Regions from separate parts of the Rattus norvegicus genome. Here region 2 is linked to region 1. Evidence: chromatin contacts called from public Hi-C data. All regions are on one chromosome and are shown on one strand. Each heading gives the region's core, a stretch centred on a gene start, on an enhancer-like site or on the middle of the called end of the contact. The rest is flanking DNA. Distances are from core to core; before and after follow the strand shown.

Region 1 (3,750 bases), core at 145-2,644:
CATCCTCAAATTCATCACAACCTACACACATTGCCAGGATTTGCATCTTTCTTCTATTTTCAATTTCTAAGCTTTGACCTAGAGACCCAGAGAATAATCACCCAGATCGCCCTTTGCTGGTGAAAACCCGCAGGCTAGAATGTTATCGAAGACACAGGCAGCTCATTCCAGCTTACTTCAGTGCAGACAACTGTAGCATGTCAATAAAGCACGATTAATCCTACTGTTTTGGACACCTGAGTTGTTTACAATTTTGAGGGTACTGCAAATATCCTTCTATAACCATGGTGGGGGCCTCGTTTTATTTGCTTTTTTGAGTGTCTCTCTATGTGGCTTCAACCCATGATCCTTTTACCTCAGTCACCCTAGTGCTGGGATCACAAGGCTCGCAGCATTGCTCCCCCAGCCCATGAGCATTCACGAACAAGTTCCTTGGTGCACAGATGTTCGGGCCTTTCAGTGCCCAGGAAGGAAACTATTGGATCTGTATTTATTTCCAACTTTAATGAATAAAAGGAAACAGGTTTCCAGCATGTTTCTGCTGACTTATTCTCCCAGAAGTTATATACAGTTTCTAGTTTCTTCAAAACCAAGTCAACATTTTCTTTTCTAACATTAGAGGTAGCCACATCTCGGATGCCTTAAGTATGTATGTCTCCAGTTGCCACCAATCAGATGGTTAACGGCTCTCTTGACTTAAATGGGTGGAAATCATGGGCAGACAGAGGTTCTTCACTGCTGGTCTCTAGAAGCTTGTGTTTCCCTCAGTGTTTGACCACTCCAGTCCCAGCACTTGGCAGACATACGGGGCAGGAAGCAACAATCTGTTACAGCCCAGTGAAGGCCTCGGGCAAGGGGCCCTGGGTCCTTGTCAGTGGCCTGTGTTATGTCTCTCAGCTTGGGGGTCTGAGTCTCGTGGCTGTGAGGGAGCTCTGTGGAGTCCAGAGCTGCAGGTTCTCTCCTGTAGCTCCTCACAGCCCATTCTCAGCGTCCTTGTCTCTGCTTTCACTCCCTTCCCACCTTGGCTGCTCTCTGCTCTGTCAGTTGTCAGTGGCTATGCTGAGCAGCTGCTCTACGCCTCTGCCTGGGCCTTTTCTACAGCCATGCAGGTTCTAAGAATGGCAACTGGACACTGACCGCAGGTAGGGCCAGTTAGAACCCAATACTGAATACTGGAAACTGGGTGCCGGCAGCCGGGATGGACTGAGAGGCCAACTATCGAGCAGTTGTACACAAGATGGCAAATGTGCTGTGCTGGTCAGTACCAGCTTTCCCTCTGCTCCCCTGGGACTGTTTAGCCACCAATCTGCCGCACAGCAACGCACAAGGCACTTATCCTCTCCCCCGTCCTGATTCTAGTCCTACCAGCGCAACGCTCCGTGTCCCGCCCCATGCTCAGCCATTGGCTACTGGCCTCTTTATTGATAGATCAAAAACCAATTGGGGGCAAGGATCTTCAGCGACGGTAAACACAGTTTCAAAGCATCAGAACCACCCTCTACAGCCTGTCGCAAACTTTCAAATAGCTCTGATAAGGTTTGGGGCTCCAGGAGCCAGGGTGACCTGCTGCTGTTCCTTGTATAGATGTCTCAGGACCTCTGCGGAGGTTCCGTGTGGTTGGTGCAAGAACGAGAGTGGGCTGTTTGGTTGTTTTTACCTAGAGTCTTTTTGTCAAGCAAGTTTGAGCAGCAAGAGAAGGTCTGATAGATGATAATTATAGAGTCAAGTTGCCCCAAGTGTCTTTGCCTATTTATAGAAATGAATATTGGAGTGCACAGTTTATACACTGGAGGTGCTGACCATTAAGAGTATTCTCCACCTTTAACACAGTGTAGCCACGTTTTTTTTTTTATTTATTTATTATGTATACGTCATACAGCTTTCTGCCTGCAGGCCAGAAGAAGGAACCAGACGTGATTATAGATGGTTTTGAGCCACCGTGTGGTTGCTGGGAATTGAACTCAGGACCTCTGGAAGAGCAGACAGTGCTCTTAACCTCTGAGCTATCTCTCCAGCCGTGTAGCCACGTTTTAAGAAAAGAAAAAAAATTTTTTTGAGACAAGGGCTCATATATCCCAGGTCATCATGTGTCATCCCACCCAGTATATATAGCGCTGAGGACTGATCTGGGGCTTCATGCTTGTTAGACTGGGCACTCTGCAGACTGAACTACCCCTTCAGCCCCTGATTTAAGAATTCTTTTTTTTTTTTTTTTTTTTTTGGTTCTTTTTTTTTTTTTTCGGAGCTGGGGACCGAACCCAGGGCCTTGCGCTTCCTAGGTAAGCGCTCTACCACTGAGCTAAATCCCCAGCCCCCTGATTTAAGAATTCTTAGCACTGTCTAGTGCCCAGAGTGAGGCAGATGCCCCTTGCTGGTCTCCCTGTGAAGGAAGCTACTAAGGTCCCTTTATCCACTTTCCAGACACTGATTTTCCTTGGTGAAGTGCCTGTTCAAATCATCCAGCAATTTGGGTTCTCCGCCTTTTTCCTATCCAGCTGCACATGCTCTCTGTGGGTCTTCAATGAGCCTTATACCAAAGATACACTTTCCCTAGAACCTACCTCATTTTAATGGTTTCCTCTGATAAATATCATTAGAAATTTTAGCTTTTAATTGTATCCAATGGACGTCTCAAAGCAATTTCAAGAGAAAAGCTTTGGTCCAGAGGTCTACCTTTCTGATCTTTGTATGAGATCAAGTTGTATAAGATTTGGGTTTAGTGAACATCTGTTCCTGAGTTCAGTATTGGGACTCTTGTGCCACGGAACATCACCACAAACAAAGGATACCAGGCTACTCTATGATCTTCAGCATCAGAAGACAGGAAGAGAGATGGTGAGTGACCTACGTTAGGTGTTGTGACAGGTCGTATCACAACAAAGCTTTAATCTCAAAAAACTGAAGGACAGCCTCCCAGCCCTGAGATCAATGTTTTTATGCCCCCTTCAATGTTAGAGCCTGTGTGTTAATAATTTAATGTCATTAGAAGTAGGATTCTGTGACCTGTAGATGTCTCCTTTTACAAACAAGATCAATCAGGGCATTTTATGGTACACAAAGAATAAAGTTTACCACCTTTAACGAGGAGTGGCCTGGAGAGATAACTGGCATATTAGCTAATTATTTACAAAGAAAAGGACTGAAAAAATCAACTGTTCAAAAAAAAAAACCAGTCAACTGTTTTGACTTTTAACTAGATAACAATTCTCCAGTTACCTTGATATGATTAATAATTTGCCACAGTTTATGTTGGATGCATGCTAGGAAGTAAAACTCTTCTAATTCAAGCTACTTTATGGTGTGCACCAGAACAGGCCTTGATAAACACATTTCAGATGGATCTGAAGGTACAGAGATGGACATAGACAGTAACCTGGGATTCAAATTCTTTTAGCTGAGCTAAACATTTGGGTCTTATCTGTCCATCTGTCTCATGGATCCTGTTAAAGATGACCAGAACTATAGTCCTTGCTGTGCAAACACCCCTGTAGTGACCCTTACATCTCAGCAGAGGATGTCAGTTACCTACTCATGACCCTTGACAGTAAGAAGCATGGGTACCAGTCTACTCTGAGGAGTAAAACCTACTCACTTCGCTGCATTGTACGGGAAGACCAGCTCAGAGACATGAAACAGAGCAAGACTGCTGCGAAGCTAGAAATGTACCCATACAGCCATTTGACTTTGACTCTCACAGGGTGCCAAGAACCATTCAGTGGAGAAAAGAACAGTCTTTCAACAGAGTGACAG
Region 2 (3,656 bases), core at 220-2,719, 110 kb before region 1:
GCCTCCAGGTTCCTGCCCTCAGTGCTTTTGATGATGAACTGTTATATGCAACTGTGTGCAAAATAAACCTTTCTTCCCCAAGTCACGGTATGGTATTTCATCACAGAAAATATTAGCCCTAAGACAGTGAGTAAAGCCTTTCCCTCAAGGGACATGTAATTAATTGCTTGGCTGTGGGCATTTACCCCAGGCTGGTCTGTCAATCGTTATGTAGCTGTTTCCTAGTGCTTTTCTTGTCCTCCAAAGTGCTGTTATTACAGGTGTGAGCTACCATGGCTGGCTCACAGGTTGACTTTTATTTATTGGAAATCTTCAAAGGTAGAAAGGCTGGAATATCATTCTTTATAGCCGAGAAAGCTCGAGACATACAGGAAAGTGGCTTGCCTTGTGCTACCTGAGACATTGGCGATCTCGATGAAATCTGAATTCAGTTCTTTAGACTCTTACCTAAGCTTTTAACTACCCGTACCCATTTACATCAAGTCTTTCCCGATATCCCCCAACTGATAATGTAAACGGAAGACCGGAAAGTTCCTACATGCAGTTATCTGTCATCGCTAACCGCGCCCACTGTATTATTACCATCGTCATCATATTATTAAGCATAGTGAGCACTCCTTCAAACGATCTATAACCACCGAGGAGTCTCAGAAGAGAGGAAAGAGACTGGAAAACCAACCACCTACTCCCTTCGAAGGGTGGCAGATGGCTGCTCTACACAGAACTTGTCTTTCGCGCAGGACCAAAATTCGCCTCGTGGAACCCTCCCTGGGTGGCCATTCTCCCTTCCTTTCCCAGTGAGTTCATGCCTCCAGCCACCGCGGAGGATGCACTCAGAGCAGCGGGCTGCAGCAGTTCCTCCCCTGCGGAGGAACCTTGGCAAGGAATTGGTCCTCACACCCGACCGATCGTTCTACTCGCGTGGTTCGCTCTCGCCGCCCAGCTCAAACATCACTGTTCCAACCCGGCCTCTACAAGCGTCTCCATGAACCTCCAAAAATCGAAGCGGTGTCAGGATGATCAACGAACAGCATGGGCATGTGAGACCCATCTGTCCCTGTGGCGGCAGCAAGCTCGCGTACCTGCGGCCGACGTCGGACTCCTCCCCGCCGCCGTAGGGCGGGCACCCAAAGGGTGGCGGACCGCCGGCCAGGGTACGAGTAGACCAGCGACTCATGCCTGAGGGAACCCGCCCACGCCCAGGCTCAGATACACAGCCCGGAGGCCCTCATCTTACCTAACTCTAGAGCTGCGGCGGAAGCCTCGCTTTACGGCAGTCACGACGACTGTCGCAAAGAAACCGTCAAGCGCACAGCTGCGTTCGCTAGCCCGAGTAGCCTTTGGCCGTACAGGTTTGCCAACGTCTGCTGCCAAGTTCTCGGAGCCCTTCTATTTGTCTGGCCTTTAGAAATCTGCAGTCAGCCATCCCTCCAGCAGCGTCCTGAGGCTGCCTGAGGTTTAGGAAAAACAGAACTGTCTCCCCTAGTGTGTGGCTCACCAAACAGAGCGGAGAAAGTGCAAACTTAGGATGGATAACGACTCTGCCCCCCCCACCCCCTCCCCCCTCCCCATTATCATCCTCTCTCCACATTCTGCTACTGTGGCCAGAATGGGGAAGAGCAGTATGTAGGGATGGGTGTACTCATAAAGTTGAGGTGCCTACTAGACATCCAAGTCTAGAAGATGCTATCTTCCAGTTTGGGGCTTGAGAGAAATATAGACGGTTTTGGGCCTGGCATCTTTGCTTTTAGCGGTGTAATTTTAAGAGTTAGCAAAGATCAGATGTGGATTTTGATAGGAATTTTTGAAAATTAAAAAGCATCAAAGAAATATTTTAAGTTCTCTAAAAAAATTACTAATGACATTTAGTAAAAAAAAAAAAAAGAAGATGATGAAATAATTTACCCTACATACCTCGCTCTGTATCATTTAACTCAGACCAGCCTTAAACTCTACTTAGCCCAGTATGGACTTCAACTCATCCTAGCGCTTCCACATCTCAAGTGCTGGGATAACAAGTTTGCATCACCATGCTTGTCTTAAAACAGAATTTTTCTAAAAATTGTGATGGAACGTGGTTATGTCAAAATTTTTGATTAAGTCTGACATGCCTATAACTCAAGCATTTTGGGGAGCCAAGACAGGAGAATCTGGAGAGAGGCCTTGTCTTTCAACACACTCATGAGCATGCACACACATAAACACACACACACACACACACACACACAAATGTAATTGATGCCTACTGGAGTAATAAGAGGCGATATTTAAAAAGAAATGAATGTTGTTATGCTCAATAATGTCGAAATTATAAGAATGAAAGGAAACTTTCTAGGTTTTAGAAGTGAATACATTTCAATGCATAGTAAATCTTACCCTGTATAAACCTTGAAAGAGGCAGAGGACGATCCCGTTTTCTGGTCCGGGTTAAGTTTAAGGATGGATCTCATGGTTTTTCCTGTATAAGCACAGTTGTAATGTGCTATATACATTATAAAGTTTCTGTTACTGTAAAGTGTACCAGGGTTTAGAGATATATGTAAAGGAAAGAATTTAGAACACTTCAAAGAAAATCGACAATCCTTTTGGTTTTCCTAGACATAACTTGTCAGCAACTTCTTTGGGCAATTTACCTGTAAATTTTCATCCACTTGCAGGTGACTTTATTGTTTTTAATATAAGTTTACAAAGTAAAAGCCCCACCTACCACCGGAAGTTGGATGATAACCACGTACACACACTAAAGATGGCGGTCCTTGTTAGTGGGTCGAATGTGGACTGCTCCCCAGATGCTTCTGTTGGAATACTTTGCCTCCAGGCAGTTTTAGAACCTTAAAACCCTGGAGGAAATAGGCCACTAGAGGGGACAGACTTTAAGGATCAGAGCCTGGCTCCTCTTTCAGTCTGCTCTCTGCTTCTTGGTCCAGTCTATCTAGATGTGAGTAGACTCAGCCACCTGCCCCTGCTGCCATAAACTCTGCCATGCCCTCCCTCCTATGTTAGACTTTAACCTCTCCAACTAGGAGCCAAAGGAAATGTTTGTTCCCTTCACTTCCTGCTATCATATACTGTCATACAAATAGTACTTCTCAAGCAGGTTCGGAGAGACTCGCTCATCATAAAAAGCCTTTTAATCTTGTTAACCAAATTTAAAGCTGTTGAGAAGGATACAAGGAGGAATAAAAATAGCCTCCGCCAGAAGTAAACATTCACCTTCCAGGAAGCATCCAGGTATGTGTATCTACACGTTCTGGCCCGGTAACATTTGTGGTATCCTATGGCAAAAGTATAAAATACCAGCACTAACAAACTTAAGTAACCAAGAGATTAAATATTCAGGGGCTGGAAAAAATAGCTCAGCAGTGAAGAATACTCAGTATTCCCCCAAAGGACCCACGTTCTATTCTGTAACTCCAGTTCCAGGATATCTAATGTTCTCTTCTGCCTCACACTTATGTGACATACACATATATACCTAAATAAAGTGAATATAGAAATTTAATATCCATCCTTGATAGATTTTTCTGAAGGAACATAAATCTAGATTCAAATATGGATGTCTCAAATTCCTCAGACAATGTTGAAAAGTGACAGTGTAAGTACTATGTGACCTGGAATACATGCATGTAGATGTCCTGGCCTGCTGAGGTTCAGTG

The links. A called contact is a pair of places that touch in the nucleus more often than the background predicts.
Region 2: a Hi-C map of kidney shows a contact between it and region 1, with 5 times the contacts expected there. The contact joins the promoter of Fktn here to the enhancer-like site in region 1. A contact is called at or near these places in 9 of 12 Hi-C or Micro-C datasets (the Rat2 cell line, Schwann cells, frontal cortex and 5 more).

Annotation. Positions count from the first base shown.
Region 1 is chr5:73,027,220-73,030,969 of GRCr8, reverse strand. It overlaps a transcript of Slc44a1 not described here. Among named protein-coding and RNA genes, the nearest start is that of Fsd1l, 23 kb to the left of the region's middle. Within about 2 kb of position 1,394, at least 77 of the 93 cell types and tissues checked have an H3K27ac peak or open chromatin away from gene starts, as enhancers often do. A contact at or near this core is called in hepatocytes, kidney and liver, where this site is marked.
Region 2 is chr5:73,132,975-73,136,630 of GRCr8, reverse strand. It overlaps Fktn (fukutin), which reads right to left and starts at 1,469. Exons shown (of 10, transcript NM_001108667.1): 1 at 1,238-1,469.